2 separate regions of the Anas platyrhynchos genome follow, and region 1 is linked to region 2. A link is a contact called in public Hi-C data. All regions are on one chromosome and are shown on one strand. Each heading gives the region's core, a stretch centred on a gene start, on an enhancer-like site or on the middle of the called end of the contact. The rest is flanking DNA. Distances are from core to core; before and after follow the strand shown. Region 1 holds the start of PDLIM5 (PDZ and LIM domain 5). Region 2 overlaps PDLIM5 (PDZ and LIM domain 5).

The links. Hi-C and Micro-C count contacts between places; a contact is called where the count stands out from the background.
Region 1: a Hi-C map of small yellow follicle shows a contact between it and region 2, with 2.2 times the contacts expected there. The contact joins the promoter of PDLIM5 here to the enhancer-like site in region 2. A contact is called at or near these places in 3 of 8 Hi-C or Micro-C datasets (F5 follicle, liver and small yellow follicle).

The regions. Positions count from the first base shown.
Region 1 is chr4:12,651,064-12,657,862 of IASCAAS_PekinDuck_T2T, reverse strand. PDLIM5 (PDZ and LIM domain 5) reads left to right here and starts at 4,009. Exons shown (of 13, transcript XM_027455589.3): 1 at 4,009-4,305; 2 at 6,698-6,799. The coding sequence starts at 6,738.
Region 2 is chr4:12,583,916-12,590,458 of IASCAAS_PekinDuck_T2T, reverse strand. All of the region lies in intron 3 of PDLIM5 (PDZ and LIM domain 5), which reads left to right. Among named protein-coding and RNA genes, the nearest start is that of PDLIM5, 67 kb to the left of the region's middle. Within about 2 kb of position 3,883, at least 4 of the 8 cell types and tissues checked have an H3K27ac peak or open chromatin away from gene starts, as enhancers often do. A contact at or near this core is called in F5 follicle and small yellow follicle, where this site is marked.

The sequences.
Region 1 (6,799 bases), core at 2,760-5,259, 67 kb before region 2:
TGGGCCACTCGGGGGGAGGAGGTGCAAGAGGGTGGGTGGGGGGAAGGTGTTTTTGGTTTTTCTCCTTTGTTTCTCACTTCTCTAGTTTGTTAGTAAGGGGCAATAAATCTTACTGTCTCCCTACTCTGAGTCTGTTTTGCCCATCACAATAATTATAGAGAGATCTTCCCGTCCTTATCTCAACCCTTGAGCCCTTTGCATCATATTTTTCTCCTTTCATTGTAATTTTCCTTTGAGGAGGGGGAGTGAGAGAGTGGTTGTGGTGGAACTTGGCTGCCCACCTGAGTAAAACCACCACAGAGGGCTGAGGATGAAGCAGATTTTAGCCCCTAAAACAGCCCAGGTTTAACATGACAAGGGTGTAACCTGGACCCTTTGAGGAAATCCTTTGTGTTACCCAAAACAAAGAGATTGGGTTGGAGTTGCGTTGATCCAGGCTAGCAGGGAAGAAATATTTAACTTGTAACACAGACTGAGGCTTGCATGTAGGTGGCCCTTTCTATCCCTGGGATGGAGAAATAAAATAGGTTTGAGTAGCTTCCAGTTTCGGGGTGAGTGTCCAAGCTTTGGATGTGCCTGCTCAGTCACTGCAAAGGAGCCAGGTAATGACATACTTATTTCCTTTGTTTGTATGATTTACCACATTTCAGGGGGACGCAGTGAATAAGGGCTATTTTATTAGTAGCTATTACTTTTTCTTTAAAAAGAGATTAAAAACAAAACAAACTATTAAACTATAAGCTATTAAAAACAAACAAAAAGGATTGATAAGCTAAAATAAAGAAGAAATCAGGATGCAAAAGAAAAAGACCATAAATCTGCTTATAGCAGTAAGAGCTTGAATGGCTGTCTGTTTGAAGTGAGAAGACTAATGTTGTTAATATTTCAATCTAATGAAAGCCACAGGCTTAAAATTGAACTGAGCAGAAGCATTATGAGTGAAACTTATAGAAATTGAAGCAGTAAGGTCAGAGTATGCAGCTGGTTGAAAAATGAGCTGAGGACAAGTCAGGGTGGATGGCACACCCAGAGGAAAAACAGGGAAGGAACAAATAAAAAAAAAAAAAAAAAAGGTGAGAAGTGAGAGGAGAGATAAGGTAAACTTGACTGTGTTTGGTTTTTGTTTTGTTTTTGACTAACAAAGCCGACACAAAGTGAATTGTGTGGGCTCAGCTGCTCAGTGTCTGCTCCTGCACAAGGAAACAAGTCTTCAGGGAGTTAGGGTGATTGACAGGATGCATGGGAGAGTAATTCAGTGTTGGGTATCTCTGCAAACCAGGGACAGGAAAAAGAAAATAAAAAATAAGACAGAAAAGTAAAAGTAAAAGACATCAGTTTGAGGCGGTTTAGGATTCACCACGACTGTAGCATAAAAGCTCACCCTGTCAAAAAGCTGACTGCAGCCTCAGCTTCTCAGAAACACTTAGAACATGCCTAATGCATTTCATTGCTGGGCAGAGAGTTATCTTGGAATAAGCTCTTAGGCCAGGGATGATATTCACATTCTTAATTCACATTTAGAGTGAATGAACCCTAAAGAGAGGGTTACTTCATGCTGGATCCAGCTGCACACTGACTACAACTTGCAATAACGTTACCTCTGGAAGAAAAGCAAAAGTGAAAGTAGTAGTGCAGCACAAGCACAGCCTGCAGTTCTCTGTCTCAGCACACAGAAAGCAAGTGTTAGATTAACTGCAGTTTAATTGGGAATTATTTCACAGTGCATTGTTAATCTGTTCATAATTTATGGTCTCTTTTTGCATTTATGAGTTCCTTTGTGTACTTCAGGACCGCAGGTGATGTTCTCCAGCAGGTTCTGCAGTACCCATTACCCAGCACCTAAGGCATTTCATTAGCATTTAAACAAGACTTAAGTGCCTGAGTAATTTTGAGATAGGCTGCATCTGCGTGGCTAGCTGACTACTGCATTTAATTAATTTCCAGACTTCTTCCTTCCTCATTCAGGGGGGAAAAAATGCAAGCTCTGTCTGAAACACGGCGGCAGTAGGAAGAACAGGCAGGCCATGGTTCTGACTGCTGCTGAGGTTTGTCTTCCACTCGCTATCTCTCCTTTTCACCATTCAGCCCTAACGAAAAGCTTTCTCAAAGAGGAGAATATTTGAAAGTAGACCAAGAATGATGGGGTCTCAAACAGCCTCTGGAGGATGTGAGGGAAAACAGGCTCATTTGTCACAAGCGGATCAGGCTGTGGAGAAGTGGTGATAGCCCCAAAGACCATCAGCTGGGAGCAATGGTGGCCAGGATGTGATGGATTGGCACAACACAAGGTGGGCACGGTGGCACTAAGGATGCCCACCAGCCAAAGCCTCCCTGTGAGTTCCTCCTCAGTCCTGCTGAGCTAGTCCTGAGATAGCCTGTCCCCACCTAGCTCAGGCAAGTGATTCATCTACAAATAAAAACCACAGGCTTTTGGAGAAATGAAGTGGAAAAGGATAGTTTTTGTTGATATGGCTAGCTGGTAGCCCAGGATAAGTGCAAAACTTTGGGCTATGTGCTCCGGTGAGCTGTGAGCAGCTTGCTGCCCAGCCGGCTGACACAGGGACATGCTGACCTTGGAGGCACCACGTGGGTCACACTGGGGAGCAGGGTCCTGGAGCTCTTTCTCCTCTAATAAATGAAACAGCATGAGGGTGACCTAAGGTCCTTGTGACACAATGAAAAATCCCTGGGATGGGGAATTTTTACCTCCATGAATTAAAGTCATGTGAGAGAGTGTGTGTGTAATGGGGATTTTCAGTTTTGCCAGATTAAAGACATTTTTAATGTGAACAGAGCAGGGTAAGGAGGACAGATTTCCAGAAGAGTTGTTCTGGTGTATTAGTCTGGGTCTTGGATGCTTTTATTGTTGAGATGTGGTGTGAGGGGGAGGCACTTGGCTCAGTCAGGACAGCTGAGGAGGTGCACAGCTCCCTGGAACAACATTAAAACCCCTTTAATAAAGCTCACAAAACTAAGACTGGGAGGATGAGGAACAGTGCCACCCTTTTCTTAAACAAGGACAGATAGGCTGGGCAGGATCATGGTAAAGAATTGTGTTGCATTGGCTGTGATAAACTCAGATTTAAACCTTTCTTCTGCACTCTTTCTCCACAGCAAATCTATGCTTGAAGAGCAGATTGAAATTATTGCAGTTATGGTGCTGCTGCTGCTAATGAGATGCCTGTCTCTTTCCCAACCACTTTCATTTGTAATCACTTTTAATGAATGGGAAACAGAGAAGGGAGGGAACCTCAAGCCTCCCTCAGCTGTGAGACACAGCTGAGCCTGCAGTGTTATCGCTGCTGCATCTTCACCCTGCTTCTACCGACTGCAAGGCATCAGCCAGCAGGTCAGTAAAGCACTGCAGCATGCTGCTTGGCCTGCCTCTGACCAAACGAGGCTGTGGGTTGTCAGTCTGAAAGTCTTTGTGACAAATAACTGTTCTGCTGGCAGGCAAGCCCATGGCGAAACTCTTTTCATAATCTGATCAAGCTTCATTTTAAAACCAGTTTGATTCCTCGCACCCACTCCTACAGAAACCTCCCTTTCCTCCTTATTGATTCTTAAGTGAATTTATTCGTGGTCACTTTATACCCATGTGTTCTCGTGCCAGCATTGTCTTTTGGTTAAGCACTTCTCCTGCCTCACTGCTGTTCTCAGCTTTGATGTACTTTGGGAGGCGCTTAGATCCCTGTTATATTACTCTGTTGAAAATAAAGCAAAGTTTTGCCCTTTTTGGAGAAATTTCCCTGTAAGACAGCTGTTGCAGTCTACTCATACGGTGCCTGTTGTGTGCTGGGGGGGGACACTTTTGGGGGCGGCAGTGTGCAGAGACCCAGCACCCTTTCGTTAGCCCTTGCGTTTCGCAGGTGTGCCTGTAGTCAGATGTGCGCAAAGCAAAATAAGAAAAAAAAATAAAGAAAACAGAAAAAGCGCATTTCCCTATTCAAAAATGTTTATTATTTATAATTAATAATGATAACGAACTCCAGGGCCGCCCGGCAGCGGTGCATTTGAGGATTTCCAGCTCCGCGCCCCTCTCCGGGCGCGCCCCGCCCCTGCCCCCGTCCCTGCCGTGCTGAGCCCAGCCGAGCCAAGCCGTGCTGAGCCAAACCGAGCCTTGCCGTGCCGGGGGAGGAGCAGCAGCAGACGGAAGTGCAAACAAGAGCGGGGGGACGGAGCCGCCGCCCGGCAGACGCCGCGGGTGTCCTCGCCGCTCCGCGCCCTGCAGGCACCGGGTGGTGAGCGAGAGGCGAAGGGGCGAGGAAGAGGAGGAGGAGGAGCGGAGAGCCGGCAGGTTGGGCGGTGGGTTTGAAACTCCGCGGGGCTTCTCGTAGCTTAATTTCGCCGTGGGCTGTAATGTTACCGTGGTCCCGAGTGGGGCTGGGGGGTGCCCCCCGTGTCTATATGGATACGGGGTGCCGCTGGGTCGCTTGCCCCGGGGACGGGCTGCCTGGCTCGGCTCGGCTTGGCACGGCTCGGCACGGGGCTCAGGAGCTGCTGGGGGGAGCCTCGGAGCGATAGCTGGGGCTTGGGGTCCGTGCCGGCTCTGCGTTTTGAAGTTTCCCCCCCTGCTGTGGCCCGAGCCAGCGAGAGTTTGATAAAATAGGCGCAAGTTGCACAATTTCGCCCTTGGCTGCTCGGTTGTGCAAGGCGGGGTTGGTGGGTTGTAGCGCTTTCTCGTAGGTGCTGCCCTGGCGTGCTGTAAGAAGTGCGTGGCATTAAATTTGGGGGGGTCCTTCGGGGTCTTCCTGCTCAGTTTGTAAGGCTGGAGGTGCGGGCACGGCAGAATCGAGGGGGTGAGAAAGGAAAGGTGAGGGATGCTGAGAGCCGTGCTCAGCGTTTCAGCCAGCAGTCTCTTCCCAACTCTGTTTGCTTTGAACAGGGAGGAAAAAACCCTGTGTCCTTTCCTAATGTAACTTAACCTTTTCCTAATGGTGTTACTGTAACTAGCTGTTACACTTTGAAGGCTTGTGCAATTTTTTCTTCCCCCAATTTGGGCTGCTAGGTAAAGCCTTCTGCTTCTGGCATGTGTGCCACTCGCTAGATGTGGCTGTGGTTTGTGGTGACCTGTCACCAGGGTGGACCTCATTCAGAGGGAACGAAAGGCGTTGCTACTTTCCTACAGAAAGAAGCCTGTGACTAATTGAAATCCTCTTTTCAGGAGGAGGTAGAGTTGTAGCTCTTGCTTCCGTGCTGAGGGAGAGACCCAGCTCGCACTCAGTGGAGGCTTTCTCTTTCCTTCCTCCTCTCCAGCTGCAGGAAGGGTCAGGGTGTGCGCTCCTCTCTACATACACCAGTGCCTGCTGAGGCATTTCAGGGTGTGCTGAGACAGCTCATGGGGCCAGAGCTGCCCAGGTAGCTCAGCTTCTGCATCCTCAGAGCTATCTCCTTGTCCCACCTCAGGCCAGCAGCTGTGCTTGGCTTATTTGAATGGCCGTCAGCGTGAGCATGGCTGCAAGTTCTGCTGTCAGACTGAGAAATTATGATTTAGAGCAGCAGGTCTCTGTGGTTCTGTGAGGTGAACCCAGAAACATGTGCTACCGACACCTCTTGGGGAGTGACTTTAAATGTCCTTCCGTGCACCTACATGGCTGCGGTGGCACCTTGGGCAGCCGGCGAGGCTGGGCTGCATTTTCAAAATCTACTGCCTCAAAAAGAAAAAAATAAAATAAAATCTCCCACCTGTGTGTGAAGAGGTCACACTCAGCTTAGTGGGTCTGCAGCCTGCTTTCTCCAGTTTGACTGGGGTGCCACCTTAAATGTCAATGCACGAGCCTGGAATCCGGCTGTGCTACAGTGTAGGCTTACACCCGCGCACACTGGTGTGTACTTTGCCTCGCTTCAACCATACAAAAATAGATGGGATCCACTACCTAAGATGTCATTGTAATGTTACTTATCTGAGGTGAAACTGAAGCCCTTATCTCTGACTCTGAGCGGCAATTAAGTGCAGAGGTTGCCTTTTAAAGGTAATTTGTTGCCGGCATTTGTGCGGAGGGGAGGGAGATACTTGGGCTTCGCTTTGTTTTTTTTTTTTTTTTTTTTTTTCTTCCCCAGCATTAAGATGCAGCTGTGAGTATTTTAACTTTGCTAAATGTGAGTCTTGTTGTTAACATGTGTTTCATCTGTAGCATTGTTACACCAATATAAAGTTACGCTGCAAAAACAAAGTCAGGGTTTTTATTTTCTTCTGATTAACCTCAAAGTTGTGACATTTTGACATCGTTTTAAAGCTGTCAGACCATAATGTGTTTAGAAACAAGTTCTGAGCTGATGACATTTCAGCATGTGGTACTTATTTTGTTAGAAATGAATGTGTCGGTGCTGGGAGTTTCTTCTGTACTTGGATTTAATGGATATTATCAATTCATGCTTGTCCCAACATTGAGGTTTGCCCCCCCTCCCCTCAATATTCTGTTAGTAAGAAATACTTGTCAAATGTTTATGTGCCTCTCTTGAGATCCAAGTTCTTTAGCACCAGAGATCTTAAGACCTAAACCCGTGTTAACAGCTCCTTATGCTTCTTCCTAAGCTATTGAGGACAACAGTGTATGAGGAATAAAAGTATAAGTAATGACAGACCTGGTATGGATTTTTGGCTGTTCTTATTGTATGGAAATAAAGATGTTAAAATGGTAGACAGTGCCTTTTATTTTTATTTTCTTTAAATTAAAAGCATAATGCTCTTCCACAGGCATCGATTCTTTGGCTTGGATCCTTGAACACTGAACACCATGAGCAACTACACCGTGTCTCTTGTCGGCCCGGCTCCTTGGGGCTTCAGGCTCCAAGGTGG
Region 2 (6,543 bases), core at 2,634-5,133:
TTTGGACAAAGGAGGTAATTTAAGCATTAGTCACCATAGTGTGGTAGGCACTGGAAAAAATAATTTAGTTTGTAGTGTAGAATATCCTAAATTATAACCTAGATTTGATGCCAGACTGAAGTCAGCATGAAGTTGAGCTTTTTTTTTTTTTTGAAGGTTTTAGAGGAATGACTATGTCTGTGAGTCGTTTAGACCTGTGCTTTTCTTTAAGCTGGTTATTTTTAAAAGGTAGCTTGCTGTGTTAGAATTAGTGTCTCATAAATGCTTCTTAAGAAAAATAAATGTATAAATTCCGCTATTGAAAGCTGGGGTATAGTTGCTGAAGGCTTTTTGTTCTGTCTTGATATTTGCACTTAACTGTTATATACTGTTACTTGGCAAAATAGCTTTGGGAATGCTAAATAAATAAATAATAAAAATTAGTTATAATAAGTTAGAACTAATGGAAGTGACCACCATCACTGAAGGAAATGCATGGGCAAATCTTATAGATGAGATGTTATTTTTCCCATCACTTGTTAAGCAGTGACAAGGTAGGATCCCTGCCTCCTGAACTTGACAGGACTTGGACACCCTGAGTCGCCTACAGATCTGCCGGAAAGATTGTAGCACAAATACCGTGCTTAATACAGGGGATGGTTTTCCTGTCTTGACTCTGGCCAAGGAGTCATGGGCAGGTACAGACAGACATACCTCTGCTGGTCCAGTGCTGGTTGTATGCATGATACCTGCAGGTTTCTAAACCTTGTGTCATTACAAGAGTGAAAAGCATGGTTTTGGAAATCTTTGTCAGTCAGAAGGTGAGATATATTCCACAGGATTTTTTTCCCTTAACTTTTAGTTTGTTTTTGGCTTTGCCTTAATAGAATAAAATATTATCTGACTGCACTTAAACTCTCTTTACAAATGCGTTTAGTAGGGTTGCCACAGACCACAGGAATGAGACTATGAGCGGTGGTTGCCTTTGGGAGGTCTTGAAAACAACTAATCCTTTGTGGGCAGGAATACCAAAGCAGAGGGCAGTTTCTTCCTCTCCTAAAATGTCAGAACTGCTTATTTTAGCACATAATAATGAAATCCCCAACCTTATTTAAATTCGATAGGGACCTACGTTTGATTTGGCTGACTATCAAGTGAGCAGCAAAGCAAGGACATAATTTTTCTTTCTTTTACCTGGCTTTATGCTTCATCTTAATCCAAAGTGCTGAGGACTGCATGGTCTGGGGATGTGAACATGTTTAGCATATACCAAATGCAAAATGCTGATGCTTACATTATATTAACTTACATTATATTAATTTTCAGCCTTAAACTTAATGAAAATGGAATATGTGTTGGATGATTCATAAACTCATATTCCTAGGCAAAACATGACAAAGTACTGTTTCAGAGATGACAAATATTATCTTGACATACTATTATATAAAGAACTAAATACTAGTAATCTTAACATACTCCATTAAATACACCTCAGCAAAAAGTGTGAAACCTGAAAGCCTAAATAACAACTCATTCAAAATTGGGTTTAAAGATACAAGCTGTTTAAATATTGCCCACCTGACTGAAGAGCTCCTTTTCTGCCATTTCAGATTTAAACTGAGCATGAACATAAACTCTCTTCAATATTTTGTTTCTTAAAGCTGAGACAATTGTGTCTCACACTGGTGTTTGTATTTTAATATTTTAATATTTGAGTTGACAGCTTTGCAGTCTGTTTTTGTAGGACAAGAGGAGAAATATGCATTTTTAATATACAAATTAGCTTGCAGAATAAGAATTTAGCACTAAGAGTCCTTGATGTACTTGGCATCTGAAATACCATTATCTTTTAAAAAAGCAAATGAGCATTCAGTCTTCCTCCTTCCACATTTGTCATTATTTGGCATGTTCAACAAAATAAAGACTAATGGACTGAAATAGAACAGGTAATGGCTTATGAGAGAAAATGTGATTGACAACCATCATAGCAGCCTGTTGGTATGCTACCAAGCACCATGACCAAAGTACAGTTTGGAAAACATTGCACTGTGTTTTTTTTTTTTTTTTTTGTTTTGTTTTTTGTTTTTTTGTTTTGTTTTTAAAGGAGGGAAAAAAAAATCATCTTTTTGCAATGACTGCAACACTTTCCAGTTCTCAAGTTTCCATGCTTAATGATAATTTGGTTACCTCTTCTTTTCTCTGTGTGGGGATGTACATGGGTTTACAGTTTCTGGGCTGCAGGTGTTTGTCATAGCAAGATCTCTAGAGCACCAATCTAGCTGATTCGTGTCAGCTGGGGCAGTGGGTCCATTTCTACAAAGCTGTGGGGAGTGTAGTTGCAATGTATACTACCTGGCAGATGACTCATGTTTTTAACGTAAGGCCAATGTTTCCAATAATGCATAAGCTGCAACAAGAAGCAAGATTAGGAATGTTTCTTCTCTTCCATTCTTGTGATACAGAATTTGTAGGAGCTGAATTATGTCTGCAGTGGGGAAAGGGCTTTGGACTAGGGAAAAAAAAATTTGGATTTTTCTTTTTTCTGTGCTTTAAATTACATCTTCATTTGTTTTGGTTCACATAGCTTCTATTAAAAGTCATAGCTTATTATATATAATGTTAAACATTTTCTGCTTGTCATTTTCATGTTTTCATGAGAGTTGGCTATCTTATAAAAAGCAAATGCATTTAGCTTTCTGCCCTGTCAGCTGGTTGATGTCTAGAAATACGATGATTCAAAACCAAAAGCAACAACAACTAAAAAAACATAACTGCAGGCTACAGTGGTAAAACCATTAAAAGATGAGGTTTTCAGCAAGAAGATCTGAGCATTGGCTTTTCAGGGATGTAGTGTCTGCTGCCAGAAACTATACCCTGAAGAAGGAGTTAGTTGTCAAAATAAGAGGAAAAAAAAAATCCTTCCATTCTTCTTTCCTCCTATTAGAAAGTTTCAGTTCAGACCAACAAATACAGTTCTGTAGAAAGTCTTCCAGCCTTGACTTCATTTTATGAATGAAGATTTTGTGTTCTTCTCCTCTTGTATCTCAGACTGGAGTTTGAGCAATTCTTTAAGTTACAGAGATACAAAAACAAAACAAAACAAACACAATACCTATTTTATTGCAGGTATTCTGTGTTCCCTTTGTTTTTAAAGGGGTTGATACGTGCAGATATGTCCTGGTGGTTTACCATGTAGCGCCTTTACTAAGGAGACTGGTGATGGTGGAACCTTAATGGAGTTCAGGAGAGACAAATCTGAAACTCTTCTTCTGGGTTTTAGGTTAGCTTAGGTTAGATAAAGCTTTATGAGTTTAGCAGCCAGGGGCTTGGGCCTCTGCTTTGCCTTGAATTTAATTCTCTAACGCTAATCAGTGAGATTACAGTGTTTTGTTGGTGATCGATTTTTAGAGATGACATACCAAATTGGACTCATAGCTTTAGTTGGGGGTTTCCAGATATTAGTGATTATGGAAGGATTCAGTTATGTTGCTTGTGGCTTTTTGGTGGGTGAAATACTTGGAAGGGGAAATAAATACAGGGAGAATTTAAAGAATGAACAGTTTTTGCTAGGCACGCTGCTTATAGCAGGAGCAGACTAATTCATTTCCCTAATAAGGCTGTGCTGGAAGTTGGAATGTTTTGAATTGCATTAAATGTCACAAAAGTATTCATTGGAGAGGAACAGCTTGTGGGATGTTTGGAGAACAAATTTGATCATGTTTGTCTGGTCGAAATGAGCTGTTTACACAGACTAAATATATCTTTTTTTTTTTTTTTTGAAAGAGCAAACATCTGTGATGGCAAAGTGTGCACAAACATTGTGCACTTTCATTTTCAGTATCCTGGCTGTCAGTAACTGACCGCTGTTGACTGTATTTTCACTGTCTGTAATAATTTGTAAGGAGATGGAAGCCTGGAGCTCGCTCCAGCAACCATTAGCCAAGGTCTTTTGTGTGCACTGTTTATAATAAGCATTTATACTGAGCTTTCATGTCTTTGTTTTGTTTGTATGTTACAAAAAATATTACACAAACTCATATACTGAACTGCCAGCTTGAAATCATTCAGAAAATACCCTGCTTCAAGCTGTCCTGCTTTTCTAATGAGTAGTAACAGGGCAGGAACGTCATCTCCTTCTGAAAGCCTCTATCATCAGGTATCACTGCATCACCCCGCTTAACCAAAGTAGCATGAAATCTTAACATCTAATTGCTAGGTGGGAAACTACATGCTAACAGCTTTAAAAAAAAAAAAAAAAAAGTGCAAGATTCTGTAGTTAAATTATTTCTTGCTCTACAGATTTTGTAATATCTTTCCCAATTCCAAGGGCAATAGCCAAGATGTAAGCACTGTAGCAAGTGTTTTCGTAAATGTATGTGTTGGACATGGACGTGTTTTGCTCTTCAACATGAACTGTGCTTTTCCTCTTGTACTGTCTTGTCTAACCACCGTGCATTTTTCACATTCAGATCCTGGTGGCTCAGTTTGCTGGGTGAGCATTTTCTTTATGCAACGCTGGATAAATCACAGATTTTAGTCTGATTATGGTCTGAAGTCAACAAGGCCAAGCTAAACTGTTTGAAGTATGTCTGGGACACGCAAATTTATGTCCTTGTTTCAAGTATGTTTGGGGGAAATAAAGCAATGTTATGCTGTCTGGCTCCAATGTTAAAAGAACATTGGAAACATTGTAGTTATCAAGCCCCCCCTCCCTCTGACCCCCTTTTTAATGGCATTTTTAAAGACTAATTTTGAAGAATCTCTTCAGATCATCTGGAAATAGTGTTTGAAATAATTTTTGTTAAGTGCTGTATAGGTGAGCGCAGAGCCATCTCATACATTGCAAACTTAAATTTAATTATTTTGTAAAACTAATGAAGTGCATTTCTCTTGTAGACTGAAACTTCAGGGTCTAACATTTGCAAACTTTTTTTTTCCCCAGCCATGAAATTTGGGAGTTGATTTGAATAGTGAATATCTTTCTACTTCTAACTGTTAGATCGGTTTAATAAATATACAAAACATTGCAAGTTACTTTATTATAAAATGCATACCTAAAATACAGAAGAATCTTCTACTCTAGTCTTTAAAAAAGAAAGAAGAGTTCCATATGTGTTGGCATTTTTTTTCTTCTTGTTGCTTTTGTCGCTGCAAATTGACAAGTCCACAATTAGGCATGATTAACGATGCACCCTGGTGCTTTGGAGGGCCAGAGGTCAGTGTTCTCATAGGCTGCAAACTCTGTGGGAAACCGGAGAACAGACCTCTTCCTCAGAGCAGGGAAACGCTCTATCTGAGAATTATTGTTGATGTGGACATGATGCATGTCATTGACGATGCACAAATGATGAAGGCAAAGTGCAGAAAATGATATTCTTGTGAACTGTAGTTATTGGTTTATGTGGTTTATGTTGTGTTTTTTTTTCCTCATTATTCTCTGCTTTTTTCCTTATTTGTTTATTTATTTATTTATTTTGATAATGTAGCATGTGGGTTTATATTCATCTCCTTTTTTTTTTTTTTTTGTAAGCTAGTTGCTGGACCTGAACAACAGGAAGGCTGTTGTTGGTATCAGATGGGCCTTGTGAGCCAAATGGCTTTCAGGGAACAACTAAATGAAGTAAACATTTTAATCAGCTATTAATAAGGAAAAAATATATTTGTTAAAAGTTGAGAAGACATCACTTATATGGGACAGCATGCCTACTTCAAATCTAGCTGTCCATGTTTTCACTGCTAGAGTAGTAAGGCTGGTTTATACAGTAGATGTGTTTAATTAAAATGTAGCTTCTGTTCCCTGTTCTCCAAACAAACTTTTTTGCCTCATTGGCAAACTTTCTTTTAGATATGATAACTCAGCTTCAGTTCAGCAAAACCCTTTTTAGAAGATTTTTAGGAAATCAGGTTTGCATGATTTCAGGCAGGATATGATTAATGTTGCTTTGACCAATAAAGTTCCCAGCTCTCTGAGCAGCTACCAAATATGGCCAGAAATGTTTTGAAATGTGGCAGGAAAGCAATTTTCTACCAAAACATCAAGAAAAGACTAAATTGTATCAGCAGCAGTGTTGTCAGACAAAATGTCAGTGAGTTGGACTTTTTGTTGTTCTATTGCTTTTGAAAAAAAAAAATCAGGGTGTGTGTTTTTGCACATACATGCATGCAAATCTGAAAAGACAATAAATCAAGTGAGATGCTTTTACCTATCACATATTGCAAATTCAGTTTAGGTATAATGAAATCTGTTAATTCTTTATCTTCTTCGCCCTTTCCATTATGATACTTCCTTTACTTCCCACCACCCAGTGGCAGTCTCAATGTACTCATTGTTTGGAAGAAATTTTTTTGCTATCTACTGTGGAGTTCAAGTGATATTAAGTTTACCTTTGAAGGCCAGAGAATATACCAAAAGTTCCTGTATTATTTAAGTTGCTAAGCTGTTTAGAAGGACTTTTATTGTTCTAAAAGGAAGCTTTCAGTTTTAAGCCTGGATAAGGGTTATGAGCTTTAAAATGCAATTTGTCTGACCAGAACTTTCTGAGTTTGAAAGGAAGGAAAGCAATA